Regions from separate parts of the Mus musculus genome. Here regions 1 and 3 are each linked to region 2. The links are chromatin contacts, called in public HiChIP or PLAC-seq maps. All regions are on one chromosome and are shown on one strand. The core of a region is the stretch at or near the end of the contact, and the rest is flanking DNA. Distances in the headings are between cores, read along the strand shown. Region 1 overlaps Usp54 (ubiquitin specific peptidase 54). Region 2 holds the start of Ecd (ecdysoneless cell cycle regulator). Region 3 has its middle 17 kb from the start of Gm41104.

Region 1 (4,530 bases), core at 1,248-3,747, 230 kb before region 2:
GCCAGAGACCGGCCACTCGTGGGAGGGAGTGATGCCCATATGTTATGTTTGCAGTGAGGAGAATCCCTTGTGATTTAACCTTGGTATCATTTAGTTGCTACAGTTGATTTTTTTTTTCTTTCTGTAAATCTTTCAAATAAACAAAATGGTCACATTCCATTACTGACAACCTGGGTGCCTACAAGGCTCTGTGTATACCAACATGTGAAAATAAATTTGTTAAGTCTCATGCATTTGAGAATCTGGGCAGTTTCTCTCAGCTTGTTTTCAAACTTAATTCACCTTCTAGGTTCCAGCTGCTTGGCTGATTATATTTTTTACAGTCTGACCTTTCCTTTTAGTATAACTTAAGCTTATACATTTACATACTGTGGGCAGGATGGTGGGAAAGTTACACAAAATACAAAGCTCCCTTGGGGTTTCTCAGTGATTACTGTTAAAGAATTATGAATTACAGTATTTGAGTGAAGTCAGATTCGCTGAAGCATAGGTTGGAGAGGAGAATTAATGAACATAGAAATGTAATGTAAAATTCACATTTAAAGAGGATTTAGAACTGTGTCCTAAAGCCGTCATCATAGTGAGAAGTGTTGCCAAGTAAGTAGAAGCAAATTTTGTTTTCAGTTTATGAGAGTGAGAGGTAGTTGTAATGTTTACCTGTAATCTCAGTACTCAAGAGACAGAGGCAGGAAAATTACTGTGAGTTGGGGCCAGCCTGGAGAATATAAAATAAAAACATAACCCTAACAAAACAGTGCTTCAGTAAGATAAAATGAAACTCACCCACCTCAGATTTTAGAAATGGATGAAAGAATGAAAAATATGGGTTTATGACAATTTTAGATTAATTTTTAAAAGTTTGTTTCTTTTGCCTTTAAATATTACCCAGCTCTCGAGATGGAGCTCAGTGCCTGCTTGTTTTTGCAAGGGATGGGTTCCTCAGTACCACAGAAACACAGAGAAGTCATTAATCAGCCGCTTTAGTTCATAGGTCAGTTGGGAAATACGATGAGTGTGGTTTGAGTCTGATGGTTGTTCAGGATATGGTATAGATTTGGAAGGCTCCACTAACTCCCTGGGAGTCTAACACTTAGGTTGGATGGTTCTGACCCCTACAGTTTCTGATCCATGTATATAATAAGTTTGTGGCATTATTATTAGTCCCAAAGGGAGACTGGATTCTCAACTCAGGAGGGTAGGGGTTAGTTGCAGAAAGCAGCTTACTCCCATTTCCTTGTTCTTTCAGGACACCTGACTGATAGTGAATGTAATCAGAAACACACATCGAAGAAAGGGTCCCTGGTGGAGCGCAGGAGGAGCAGTGGCCGTGTTCGGAGAAAAGGCGATGAGCCACAGGCCTCAGGGTACCACAGCGAAGGCAAGCCATTTGCACTCCTATTTCCTCCATTCAACTTGTGGTTTTCTTGCCAAGTGGATTTTCCTTACTTTCTCTAGGATGAGGACATTTGTAATTAAAATAATAAACACCTTCATTTCTTTTATTCTCTCTTGATTTTTAGGAGAAACACTGAAAGAGAAGCAGGCTCCTAGGAATGCCTCTAAATCCAGCAGCAGCAGCAGGCTAAAGGATTTCAAAGAGACAGTCAGCAACATGATCCACAGCAGGCCTTCCCTGGCTTCTCAGACCAGTGCAGGATCTCCCTGTGTAGGTAGGGCAGGAGACCAGCTAGACAAGATACCACCAAGGAACTTCCCTTTACAGGCTCGGGGCTGGGAAACGGAGAGTACCAGTAGTGAGGCAAAATCCAGTTCTTCCAGCAAGTACCGCCCAACATGGAGACCTAAACGAGAATCTCTAAATATTGACAGCATTTTTAGTAAGGACAGAAGGAAGCATTGTGGCTACACCCAGCTTAGGACCTTTCCTGAAGATGCAGGTGAGCATAGAATAGTTGAACAAGTGGGCTTTCAAATACAATTGACTTACGTGTTTAAAAATCTTGCGTTTTTTAGTATAGCTGGCAAGGAACATTTTTCCTCTGATGTCATGTTTTTTTAAAGATATAACTCCAATGAGTAATGTCTAGAGGGAGGGTTTAGTTAGATTTTAATTTAGGCAAACACTAAATCTACTTCATTTTCTACACTTGTCCTTTGATTGGGGCAGCTAAAGAATTTACACCGGATGAAGTAAGCAAGCCAACTGCTAATGACATTAAAGATGGCGGATCAAGGTCACAGCATAAACTCTGGGGAACAGCTCGGCCAGGCTCTCATCTTTTAGAGCAGCATCCTCGCCTAATCCAGCGGATGGAATCTGGCTATGAGAGCAGTGAGAGGAACAGCAGCAGCCCTGTCAGTTTGGATGCTGCCCCGCCTGACAGCGTGAATGTCTACAGGTATTGTCTGGCCTTTTAATAGCAATAGTTCTTTGAAGCAATGTGAGTTTGCAGCTTTCAGCTATGGGTAGGGAAGTGAAGAGATAGGTTTTAGCACTGACCAGATTCTCTACCAGTTTTCCTGGAGCATCAGCGCCCTCTTTTGGGAGCTGGAATAAAGGCAGTGGCTTTTTATTTCAAGCATTAGCTGTGCAGTAAGAGTAGTTTAGTACATACTTAAAACATAACACGATAAAGTGGGAGTCATACAGAGAATGCTTGCAGGGGTGGTCTTGAATTCGTTCTGTAGCCCAGATTGACCTTAAACTTAAGCTGACTCTTTTGCCTCATTTCCGGATGCTGAGATGACAGGAGTGCCCTGCCATACACATGTGAATATTTACAGTATTACATTTGTATTTTAAAAATAGTTTAGGAGGTGCTGAAGAGATTACTTAGGAGTTAAAAGCACTTGTTGCTTTCGCAAAGGATTCAAATTTGGATCTCAGAACCCAGGTTAGGTAGCACACACATATACATAAATTAAAAGTAATTGTTTAGAAAATGTTTTTCAGTAAAAGAATGAGTTAGTGAATTAAAACCAGAGAAGACATCTAACTTGTAACTTTTTCTGCCTTGGTTTTGGGTTTCTGGGAAACAGATTATGAAAGCACTGATAACCCTGATCTTACAAGGTAATGATGGCAGTTCAGTAGAGCTCACTGTGCCCTGCTTAAAGGCTGCAGTTTCCTCCCAATGCATTGTTTTTATGAGTTGCCGTGGAAGCCGTGTTCTTAACCTTCTAGCTGTTTAGGAAAGAGTGATTATATCTTCTACCGGGATGTTGTCATCTGCTATTCTTCTGCACTGTTCTTGCCTGCCTACTGGACCCTGTTCAGTTTTATACATGAGAAAATGTTGCAAAGGTTTAATAAGTTGGGCTTCTATATAGCTCAGTGGGTAGAGTCCTTGTCCAGCATGGTAAGATTCCCAGTCTTGTCCTTCAAAATAAAAGACCTCAGTAACAAAGAGGAAGATAATACATATGAGAATATGTTCATCAATTCATGGCATAGATTTTGAATGTTTACTAGATCCCAGATACTATTAGATGTACCAGATGTCAAGGAAGTAAGATTTTAAAAAGTAGCTGTAGCAGAATGAGTGAGTTTATTAAATAAGCAAGCAAAAGATAAGAGAATGAACAGTGGGCAGCAAATATGCAGTAAGACATAATAAAATCTTATGTATGAAAACATTCAGAGATGACTGGAGGACCTCAGTTGAGAACACGAGCAGAAGGTCCCATCATCAATCTGGAGTCACAGACATTCAGCAGAGATTGGCAGGGGAGGCCTCCTGAAGCAGCCAGTGTGAAGTCCTGATCGAGAACCCTGAGCTGAGCTGAGCTGAGCTGAGCTGAGTATTCCTTGGCTGAGGCTTCTAAGTAAAAGAGCAAATGATGGCAAATAAATAACACCATCAAATTGGGGCTTACAATCCTCCAGCAGAAGTTGGCTGGAGAAGCTGTGCAGCCAACGGTAGCTGCCTCTGAGAGAGTCCACATAGAGGTTCTCTTCTGTCCTTCCTGTGGATGGCCTTCTAATTCCCATTCCTATTGGAGGCATTTGTACATTGTGGTGTAAACAATAATAGCTTTGGTTGGAGATAGGCTGCTACTTACTAGTTTTTAAGGATACAGTGTTTTATTTTGGTTTGTTTGGTTTTAGTTAAATTATGTTTTAAACATTTTATGTGTGGGGGGGGGCGGGGGGGTATCAGAGGAGAATTTGTGTAAGTTGGTTTCTCCCATCACTTGAGTTTCTTGGTTTGATATCAGGTCACCAGGCCATGAAGCAAGCACCTTTTACCTACTGAGCCATCTTACCAGTCAAAGGACACAGTGTTTTTAACTCTCTTAGAAGCTTGCTGTTTTTCTTTTTGCTAGAGTTTGTGAACCTGTCTGCCTAGGACAGGGAGTTTCAGGGAGACCAGCCAGGCCTCCTCACCCTCACAGTGTTCCCTCTTCTCTCCTCTTGTTCTTGTTCTTGTTCTTGTTCTTGTTCTTGTTCTTGTTCTTGTTCTTGTTCTTGTTCTTGTTCTTCTCCTTCTCCTTCTCCTTCTCCTTCTCCTTCTTCTTCTTCTTCTCTTTCTTTTTCTTTTCCTTTTTTGAGACATCATTTTTCTGTAT
Region 2 (4,677 bases), core at 1,758-4,257:
CAAGTACTTTTACATGCTAACCATCTTGTTAGCCCCTAGTGAACATACTTTAACATTTTTTAAAAAAATCATGTGTAGGTGTCTATGCTTCATATGTACCACATGCACAAAGGATGTCAGATCTGGACTTTGAGTTACAGGCAACTGTGAGCCCCTGTTTGGAACTAAACTCAGATCCTCGACAAGAACAATAAGTATTCTTAACTTTTGAGCCACCTTTTCAGCCCTACCATATACTTTTAAATCATGTCTACCACTAGAGAAAAAAATTCAAGCGTACATTCTTAACTTTACAAATAAATACAATACAATTCAGTAAAATCTCGGAATGCTCACCTCCACTGAGAATGTTTGGAGCCAGACCACTTAGATTTAACACTGACTCTCACTTAGCTAATCATACATCATAAGCAGTTATTTAATTCTGTTTTAAGTGAAACGCATGCACTAGGGATTCATGATGTGTGGGCAGAGAAACTTGTAAGCCTCTGTTTAACCTACCTTGTCTCCTGGGTATGTCTGACTAGACAATTTTGTGGGGAAACAATGCCTGCTCTAGATAACTATGTCTGGAAGATAGAATAACTAATGTATTGTTTATTCCAGCAGACAAGCCCCAGCAGAAAATAGACTCCAGAGGAGTAGTGCCCAGCAGGTAGATGATTAAAAAATTATGAATGTTTTACATTTTGAGGTGGTCACACACACACACAAACCTCACACCTTGCTTATATGTGTAAATACAAATTTTAAATGAAAGTCAAGGCTGGAAATATAGCTTAGCAGTGGTACTTCCTAGCATATCTGAGGTACTAAGTTCATTTCTCAGAACCAAAAAAGGGTGTGGGAGACTACACTGAGACAATCAACCTTGCTAACCCCTTTTTAACATCTATAACTAGTAACTGCTAAAGAATGCTACTACTTCAAAATGGATGGGCTCTGTAACAGCTAACATTAAACATTCATTTAAATACACTATCATTTCTATGCATTTAATCCTCATTGCTCACTCTATTATGATTCCCTTTGGGAAAGGCTATTTTTAGGAACTATAAAAAACAGCATCAAGAACAAGTAGTACAATACACAGGGTCAGAAATTTCAGCTCAGGAGATGCCTATCCAGAGTGTCTTCATACAACATGTATTTTTAACATCTCTGGTTAGAAATAATTATAAAAGCAAATCTGGGGCTGATAAGATGGCCCAGTAAATAAAGGTACTTGCCACCAAGCCTCATGACCTGAGTTCAATCAACAAGACTCACATAATGGAATGAGTGACTCTTGGAAGCTGTCTACTAACCTCCAAATGTGTGCTATGGGCCGGGCAGTGGTGGCGCACACCTGTAATCCCAGCACTTGGGAGGCAGAGGCAGGTGGATTTCTGAGTTCAAGACCAGCATGGTCTAAAGAGTGAGTTCCAGGACAGCCAGGACTGCGCAGAGAAACCCTGTCTCAAAAAACCAAAAAAAAAAAAAAAAAAAAAAAAATCAAAAAAACAAATGTGTGCTATGGTGCACGCGCATGTGCATGATACACTAAATGGAATTTTAAAAATTAAAAGCAGATTTTAAGTTAAATCCTTCTCACTTTGGGGAAATGATTATTTCTTAGTTTTATTCCCTAAGGAGCTTATTATCTGATTTGCTGTTGTGCAAATAACATATTCCTTAATAGATAACATGCTTCTGAAAAGCAAGGAGAGGTTCTCTTCTTTGTATGGCTCTTTTACCAAGTAAAGGCGGGAAGAAGAAAGTAGTGCTATCACTTATTGAGGATCTATTATGTACCAGCCCTACGTCATCATTTTAGGTATACTTGTACATCTTAGTTGTATACATAGACAGGAAGGCCCAGATCTAGTTAAATTTCCTAAAAGCTAAGTGGCAAGAAAAGTATCCATCTAAAAATCTCAGGTGTGACTTTAAATGAATGTTATTGGAATGCATAATAAGTGTATGGCTGTTGAAATTGCTTACTTCAATGAGGAGGACCAATGGGACTTGGTTTAAACGTTCAGGCCCTATTGGGTTCAGATGTGGAAGCTTTCTAATTTTATCTGAGCAACAGAAGCTAGTTACAGCAATCTTTCAGAACTGCTGAAAGGACCAAGAAACTGCAGGTTCTTTTGAAATTGCAAAGTACCAGTCAGTAGATATAAGGCTCTATGTTACACTTTACTAAGGGTACAAAGCAGGTTTTTAAACTACCAAAGTGCTTGCTTTTTAGCATTATTTGCAGGGGGTGTGACGGCAATGTGTGAATTGCTTGACAACAGGCTTTACAATCGGATTGACCCTTGGTTTGTACGTCTGAGCTGCACCACCTTCTAGATACAACCTTTAGACCTGTGATCTTTATTTGTAGGATGTGCAAAGTTGGTCTCAACCTGATTTCGCTATTGCATTCAAGCAAACAGCTTTGCATGGTGTTCTGAACTAGACACGTTCAACGTTATTGTAGCATTTAAGCTATTATCTTCAGTGGGGTCAAAAGCACTGTGGGAACAACGGATGCAGCACTCCCTCAATTCAGGACCTAACAGTCCCAAAGGCACACCCTAAGCTGGTGACCCAAAGACAAAAGGCAGCTTCCACCAGGGCTGGGAGGTGAGAATCCGGGATAGTATTTTCCCTCCCTATGTCTGGGACGGGAAAGGAGAGGACGGGCCTTATAAGGTCCCTTGAGCTCCGGCGGCCCAAGCTGGGCGAGCAGAGCAATCCACTCACAGCTCCACGCTCTGCGGCACGGCCTTCCGAGTGTATCTGGAGATCATCCTCCTTTTTCTCCTCTGCGGCCAGGGCGGGCAAGCCAGGGCGGGGGCCTCGGGGCCTGGCCCTCCCGCCGGCTCCGGCCCGGCCCCCTCCTGCCACCTACCGGCCCCGTCTCGCCCCGTCTCGCCCCGTCGCTTAGATTCCGGACCGCCACCTCCCAGAGTTCCCACTCTATAGTCTTCCGACCTGCCTCCTTCCTCTCATGAGCGGAAGTGACGAAGGTACAGCGTCTTTCGGAAATTGGCTCCGATGCGCACTAGAGACTATACTCAGGGTTCCGAGCCTCACGACTTGCAGGCGTTCAGGCGTGGATCAGGGCCCAAGCGAACGCGAGGACCCAGCATGGGCCGGGATTGGGCGGTTGGTGGTCGCCTCTGACCAAGTGTCCTGCTGGAAGAGGCAGCCAAGGAAAGGTGCCAGAGCAGAGGCGCACGAGAGAGCTATTGAAAGGGATCGCTTTACTTTTGTCAGGTGGAAGAAGAGCGTCTAGTTTGGTGAAGGAGCACTATACCGCGCCAGGACAGTGCTCCTGGTGGCTCCTCTTCTGTACTCTCGGGTATGTCATTTTTCATTAATTCCCATGATCTCAAGTCCAATTCTGACTCTGTAAATTCTACATAAAGAGCCCTGCTTGGATTTAGGGTGAGGGTGGGTAGAGTTTTTCCTTGATCCGCCAGGGTGAGAGGCAGCACGATTCTAATTTACAGTGGTGAGTGGGTAGTTGCATAGAAGGTGCAGGTTCCTTATTGGTTCATTGCAAAGCCAAGTAAGCTTAGGAATTAAATTGCTGCGTTAGGTGGGCATCCGGAACCATGACCAATTATTTTGGGACGAAACTCCGACACGCAAGTGTTGGCACTTTTAAATCTTCTATAGAAGCCCTGTAGAGCAAGGGGCATTGCTTTTTAACGCACCTAGTAACACAATTTTAAAGGAAGGTGTTTTAGAGACGGCAGACTAACACTTTCATTTCACGACTAAGTAGAAAGCTCAAGAAAGTAAAGTGCCCAAAGTATGCCACCGACTGAAGCACGGTTGGAAGGTGTGAGAGAATAATGGATAGTAATGGAATGTTTTCAAACTGTGTTACACACACTGCTGCCGACTGAAGGGCAAACATTTATTTATTTGTGAGAAAGGATCGTCTTATGTTACCTAGCCTAGCCTCAAAATCCTGGACCCAGGTGATCCTTTTGCCTTGATCTCTCAGCTGAGACCATAGGCACACCTAGCTATTTTTAACTTTTATCCTCACATACTTCTTTGGTTTGGGAAGTGAGTTGTTGGACTTTCATTTACTCCATAATATCAAGGTTTCCAGTTCACATAATTTAATTTTAAGGAAGATAGTTTTAAGTCTGTTATTCAGAGGATAAATCAAGTGGTGTCTGGTAAAGGCCGGAACCATGATGGTAGGTGTGTATCAAATTTGGGGGAAATAATGTAGTCACCTAGAAGAATTCTGAGAATGCTGTTATTTCTCCTTTTGTGTGGCTTATGTCCCTTGAACTTTGATGGCCATTTTTAGAGAAGAATGGAGGGCAGTGGAAAGCTCGCAATGGTAGAGGATGCTGTGGAGTACCATCTCTTCCTGATACCAGATAAAGCCAGAGGCACAGAAGAGCACAGAGAGATTCTTCAGAAGTACATTGAACGGATAATGACCCAGTTCGCACCCATACTGGTCCCTTATATCTGGCAGAATCAGCCTTTCAATCTCAAATACAAGCCTGCAAAAGGTAAAGTAAGCCTTCCTTCTGAGAGACTTGTTCCATAACCTTAAAAGCCACTGACGTCTGCCCACATATAGCCAAGCCCCTAACTTTAACTCTATAGAATATCTTTATGGCTAGGGATGCGGGGACTGTGGCTGTGGTATGGACTCTCTCACTGTGCCTA
Region 3 (4,834 bases), core at 89-2,588, 230 kb after region 2:
CGATGTTTTGCCCTGAAGTGTAAAGTTGAGCCCAGGGATAAACTTGAATTCTGCGAGTCCTCAGGGAGCAGCCCATTCTTTCCCAGTTATCTTTCCCTTTAGGGATGTAAGGGACAATCTCAGGAACTGCTCACTCTGCTTGGTTTTGGAGCCAGGAGGGCACCAACTAGGCTAGGCCATCTTTACCTTCCCAGTGTTGGGATTACAAGCCTGTACCACTGAGCTAAGCTATTTTGTGCATAGCCTTAGAAATGAAACATAATAGCTTTACCAACTGAGCCATCTCCCCAGCCTCTCTGCTGCTATGCTTTCAACAGCTACATGTTTTTTTTTTCTACTCATCTCTCACTGACTTCTCACACCCAAGGAGGGTCACGTGGGGAGCTCAGGAAACCCCGAAGTGTGTAGCCAGGCAAATCTCCGACATTGGTCTCAGATTTTCACCCACGATAGGAGTAGTTCAAAGATTGCCCCCATTCCCAAGCAGCGGAGCTCTTTCTTCAAAGAGGTTTGTCTTTCCCAAGACAATGCCTCTCTGTGTAGCCCAGGTTGGCCTTGAGCTCAAGATTCCCCTGCGTCATCCACCGTGTGCTATCTTCAAAGGAAACCTAAAATAGCTCAAAATAATCAGGCAAGGTGAAGAAGTCTTGTAGCCCCAGTACGTGGAGAAGCTGAAGCAGATCGGCCATTAAAAGTTCAAGGGCAGCCTGGTCTACACAGTTAGTTCTAGGCTATAGAGCAAAGACCGTTTTCAAAGAAGGAAGGGGAGGGCAGGAGCGGGGAGAAAAAGTGGAGCGGGGAGAGGAAAAGGGGGAGAGGAAGAAACTGCTAGCATCTGAGCGTGGGGATGTGCTCTAAAGAGGAGAGAGGACTGGTGCCCAGTTTGTCCTCTCGAAGGTTCTTGATGTTCCCTGGAGCCCAGTGAGCAACCTCACAGGGCCTGTTCTCTTCTGCTTTAGATTTTAAGCTCCCAGGATGGGACAGTGGTGGATGGGAGGCTCTCCGTGCTCGCAGTGCCCGGGAACAGAGAGAGCATGGTCCAGGTGAATGGAGGGAGGGGCGGGAACCAGAGATTTTGAGTTGTGCTAAATGTGCTAAATGTGATATTTGAGGGCCATGGGCTACTCCTCCAGTAATCAAGCCTAGTTCGGGAAACTAAGGAAAGACTACATTGCGTCAGTCATGTGTCAAAGGCTGAGGCGCCTATGAGACTGGGAAGGGACCTTGGAGGTTGGGAGCTCTAGGAAATTTTCCCTGAAGCTGAGTCTCCAAGATCACTTAAATAGACCTCAAGCCAGGCAGCGGTATATCATCACGGGGCGCCACTGCCCCCTTGTGGTCACATCCTCTGCGAAGCACAGGTTCCTGCCCCTCCCTGGGTTGGTACTATAGCTGGGGCCAGAACTGGAGAACTTGGGATATTTCTGTCCCTGACTTGGTTATCCACTTGTGATCTAGAGAGTAGGGTTTGAACACTGTGGCCTCTGATAAGCTGTGTGTCCTGGCTATGTTGCATACACCCTCTCTGAGCTTCTCCATCTTGTCCTACCAGCTTTCCAGGTGTGCTGCCCTGAGAAATCCCAGAGCTCCCGTTGTATGCACCCTGGTGGGAATACCCTTACCCAAGGGAACAGACTGGGGTGGGGCTGAAAGGCTGCATCCGGGGAAAGCAGAGCTAAGAAGTTTGAGGGAGACATTCAGAGAAAGGAGAGTGGGTGAGAGGATATGGTGGAGTGGAGAGAACCACAGCAGCCCTTGGATTCCATTAGCTCATTCTCCCACTGACCCTGTGACCCCAGCCTACCTCATCCTGTTTATCAACAGGGCAGAGTGCATGTTAACCGCTAACACCCTTCTCCTGAGTAGGTGTTCCTGCTGGCCTTGGCTGGTCCTGTCAGGTCCTAACAGATCCTTGCTAACCCATCCTGCCCTTTCTGGATCTTTCTTGGTGGACTCTTCTTCCCTGGAACCATTGCTGGCTTCTGTCTGGCTACACAGCCAAGTTCAAATGTTTTGTTCAGCACACAAGGGCCCTTAAGTCAGGTTCCTCCCTATCTGTGCCCCCTCTGCATTTCCTTTGCCTTTGTAACACATCCTTTAGGGTCACACTGGGAGTACACACTCCCTCACGAGGCCTCGAAGCTTCCTCCCATGATGTGCAGCCACCCATTCCTTCTGCTGAGCGTGTCCTCCCCATCTCCATCCTGAGTGTTCACATCTGGCTCACTGGAGTGGTTCCTGTTAATCACTGGGGATTTTTACCATGGATGCCCTTGCTGTGGGTACACAGATCACATGTCCTTCAGGACAGTCCACGTTCACCAGTATCCAGAGCAATACATAATTGACAAGGCTAAGAACCAGGTCACTAGAACCTGGGAAATCAGAGAAGAGATATGCGTGACTTCTTTTAAGTCCTAGGCCTAAATTCTTCATGTATGAAGTCTTTATTTGCCAACAACCTGAAGAGGTGTGTGTGTGTGTGTGTGTGTGTGTGTGTGTGTGTGTGAGAGAGAGAGAGAGAGAAAGAGTGTGTGCACAAGAGAGAGACAGAGACACAGATATATAGTGTGTGTATGTACAAGAGAGAGGCACACACACAGAGTGTATGTGCACAAGAGAGAGACAGATGCAGAGATATAGTGTGTGTGTGTGTGTGTGATGTGTTTATTCAGGCTCTGTAAGGGAAGCATGGAACATTCAGGGATTCTAACTCTTATGGAAAGATGGTTTTCTCTCCTTGGTGCCTATCTTATTCTGATGAACATGAGAAAAGAGACTAGGATTATCTAAGAGTTCAAAAGACCTAGGGAAAACACTGGCATAGCTCACACAGGTCTTAGGGAATTAAAATTACCTGTGCTCATTACCTGTCTCTGTAGAACAGAGCAGTTGAGAGTTAAAGGAATGAAAACTCAGCCTCTTGATGGCTTTTTTTTTTTTTTTTTTTTTTTTTTTTTTTGCTGAAGGAAGAAAAGGACTGGAAAGCAAATATCCACAGCCTTCTTTAAATTCATATCCCCAGAATCTAGACCAGAAGCAGGCACTTGGAAAGCATTTGGTTCTATGCAATTACAACTGAGTTATTGAAAAAGTTTAGTGGAAAATTTGGTTTGACTTTGGAACCCATTAATTTGCAACATTGCCACCTTGTGGCATTACTAATAAATTACAGGCTAAGGCTAACAGGAAGTGTTCGCTACAGAGCCATTTTCCTGTCAGGCTCTTCTCCTTTACTCTAAGGCAGAAGTTCTCAGTCTGCGCCCCAGGGGTCACCTAAGACCATTGGAAAACACGGTATTACACTGCAATTCATAACAGTAGCAAAATTACAGTTACAAAGTAGCAAACAAAAATACTTTTATGACTGGGGGAGGGGGTCACCACAGCATGAGGAACTGTATTAAAGGGTCATAGCATTAGAAAGGTTGAAAACCACTGCTCCAAGGTCTTAGGAGGTAGCCTAAGGTGGGTCACTTCCAAGCATCTCCATAGAGGTGTGCTACCCCTTTAAAACCCAAATCGGGTAATGTTAGGGGTTATCACTTAAGCTTCTAGAGCTCTCTCCAAAAATGGCTTCAATTCCCAACTTTAGGGCCCAGAGTGTTCAACTTGGGTGTCCTACCAGCTTGAAGGGTTGTTTGCCAAAATATATGAACAGCTACAAATGTGTGTCCCTTCTGCGGAGCCATCCAGTCTTTGACTAGATCCCGAAAGATGTCTGACTCTAAGAGATTACAAAAATTCCTGTTCTGAAATGACATAGACCAAAGCTCATCAAAAGGATGGGAGGGCGTGTTTAGTCTAAAGAACTGCTACATAGACATAACAGAGATTACGCAAGACTCCCCGAGAGGGTAAAGCCTGGAGGAGTCTATTTTCTTTGCTTTCTTGTACTTAAAATGTATTTTACTTTTCTGATTGACTGTGTATGAGTGTGCATGTGTGCATGTGTGTGTATATGAGTGTGTTTGTGTCTGTGAGTGTGTGTGTATGAGTGTGTGTGTTTGTGTGAGTTGTCTCAGAGCGCACGTATGGAGGCCAGAAGACAACTCTTAGGAGTTGGTTATCTTTCCATATCGTGTGGGTCTCTATAGTTGAACTCATGTCATGAAGGTTGGCGGCAAACACCTTTATTAGAAAAGTCACCTCTGAGCATAGGTAGGCCTGCTTCCCTACTCTTGATGCTTACCCGCCCCCCCCCCCAACACAGGAATTCAGAGAGAATTCAAACTTCCTCAGCAGATGAGTGACCTTCTGTCCTTCCAAAGGTTTATGGAGAAAAGGAAGGATTTTACAGCCACCCAGAGAGACTGATTAATCCAAAGTAGCTGGAGGCAAAGGAACCAGGCTACTAAAGATAACAGTGTTTGATGCAAACAACCTCCTTCTTTGTCTCCAGATCAGGTGCCCAGGCTGGGCTTGAGAAGTTGATTAATAGGTTAGTTACCTTTTGCATTAGGGAAAAGTGCCAGGCTTTATCTCCTTGATTGCACAAAGGTGCCTAGCTGCCACTTTGCTGGCCACACCCTCTTGTTTGTGTGTATATAGGGAGTTCTCTGGGAAGAGGGTAACTTTTTCCAAATGTTTAGTTCTATTTTCTAAAACCTAAGAATATTGATATCCTAGCCATGTATTTATGAATCTAGTACATTATTTTTAAAGAGATTTATTTTTATGTGATGAGCCTTTGCCTGTAGGGCACTGTTTTAGCTAGTGTTTTACTGCTGTGAACAGACACCATGACCAAGGCAACTCTTATAAGGACAACATTTAATTGGGGCTGGGTTACAGGTTCAGAGGTTCAGTCTGTTATCATCAGTGCAGGTACGTG

Evidence for each region. HiChIP or PLAC-seq counts read pairs in DNA pulled down with a chosen protein or histone mark.
Region 1: a contact with region 2 is called in an H3K27ac HiChIP or PLAC-seq map of embryonic stem cells, with 2.6 times the contacts expected there. The contact joins the enhancer-like site here to the promoter of Ecd in region 2. A contact is called at or near these places in 11 of 39 promoter capture datasets (3T3-L1-derived adipocytes, the C10 cell line, the HPC-7 cell line and 6 more), 1 of 484 Hi-C or Micro-C datasets (the Ba/F3 cell line), 7 of 115 datasets of contacts at active chromatin or transcription factors (the SCID.adh cell line, astrocytes, bone marrow-derived macrophages and 4 more) and 3 of 9 other capture datasets (adipose tissue, liver and pancreatic islet).
Region 3: a contact with region 2 is called in an H3K4me3 HiChIP or PLAC-seq map of the SCID.adh cell line, with 12 read pairs. The contact joins the enhancer-like site here to the promoter of Ecd in region 2. A contact is called at or near these places in 11 of 39 promoter capture datasets (the 3T3-L1 cell line, the C10 cell line, cranial neural crest and 5 more), 14 of 115 datasets of contacts at active chromatin or transcription factors (the SCID.adh cell line, embryonic stem cells, kidney and 4 more) and 3 of 9 other capture datasets (adipose tissue, embryonic stem cells and pancreatic islet).

The regions. Positions count from the first base shown.
Region 1 is chr14:20,574,303-20,578,832 of GRCm38.p6, reverse strand. It overlaps Usp54 (ubiquitin specific peptidase 54), which reads left to right. Exons shown (of 21, transcript NM_030180.2): 11 at 1,247-1,378; 12 at 1,521-1,898; 13 at 2,129-2,360. Among named protein-coding and RNA genes, the nearest start is that of Ppp3cb, 30 kb to the right of the region's middle. Within about 2 kb of position 2,497, at least 8 of the 459 cell types and tissues checked have an H3K27ac peak or open chromatin away from gene starts, as enhancers often do. A contact at or near this core is called in bone marrow-derived macrophages and embryonic stem cells, where this site is marked.
Region 2 is chr14:20,346,451-20,351,127 of GRCm38.p6, reverse strand. Ecd (ecdysoneless cell cycle regulator) reads left to right here and starts at 3,007. Exons shown (of 14, transcript NM_027475.3): 1 at 3,007-3,334; 2 at 4,307-4,517. The coding sequence starts at 4,313. Fam149b (family with sequence similarity 149, member B) reads right to left here and starts at 2,966. Exons shown (of 14, transcript NM_001024512.2): 1 at 2,734-2,966. The coding sequence starts at 2,780.
Region 3 is chr14:20,110,700-20,115,533 of GRCm38.p6, reverse strand. No RefSeq gene overlaps it. Among named protein-coding and RNA genes, the nearest start is that of Gm41104, 17 kb to the left of the region's middle. Within about 2 kb of position 1,338, at least 21 of the 459 cell types and tissues checked have an H3K27ac peak or open chromatin away from gene starts, as enhancers often do. A contact at or near this core is called in the SCID.adh cell line, where this site is marked.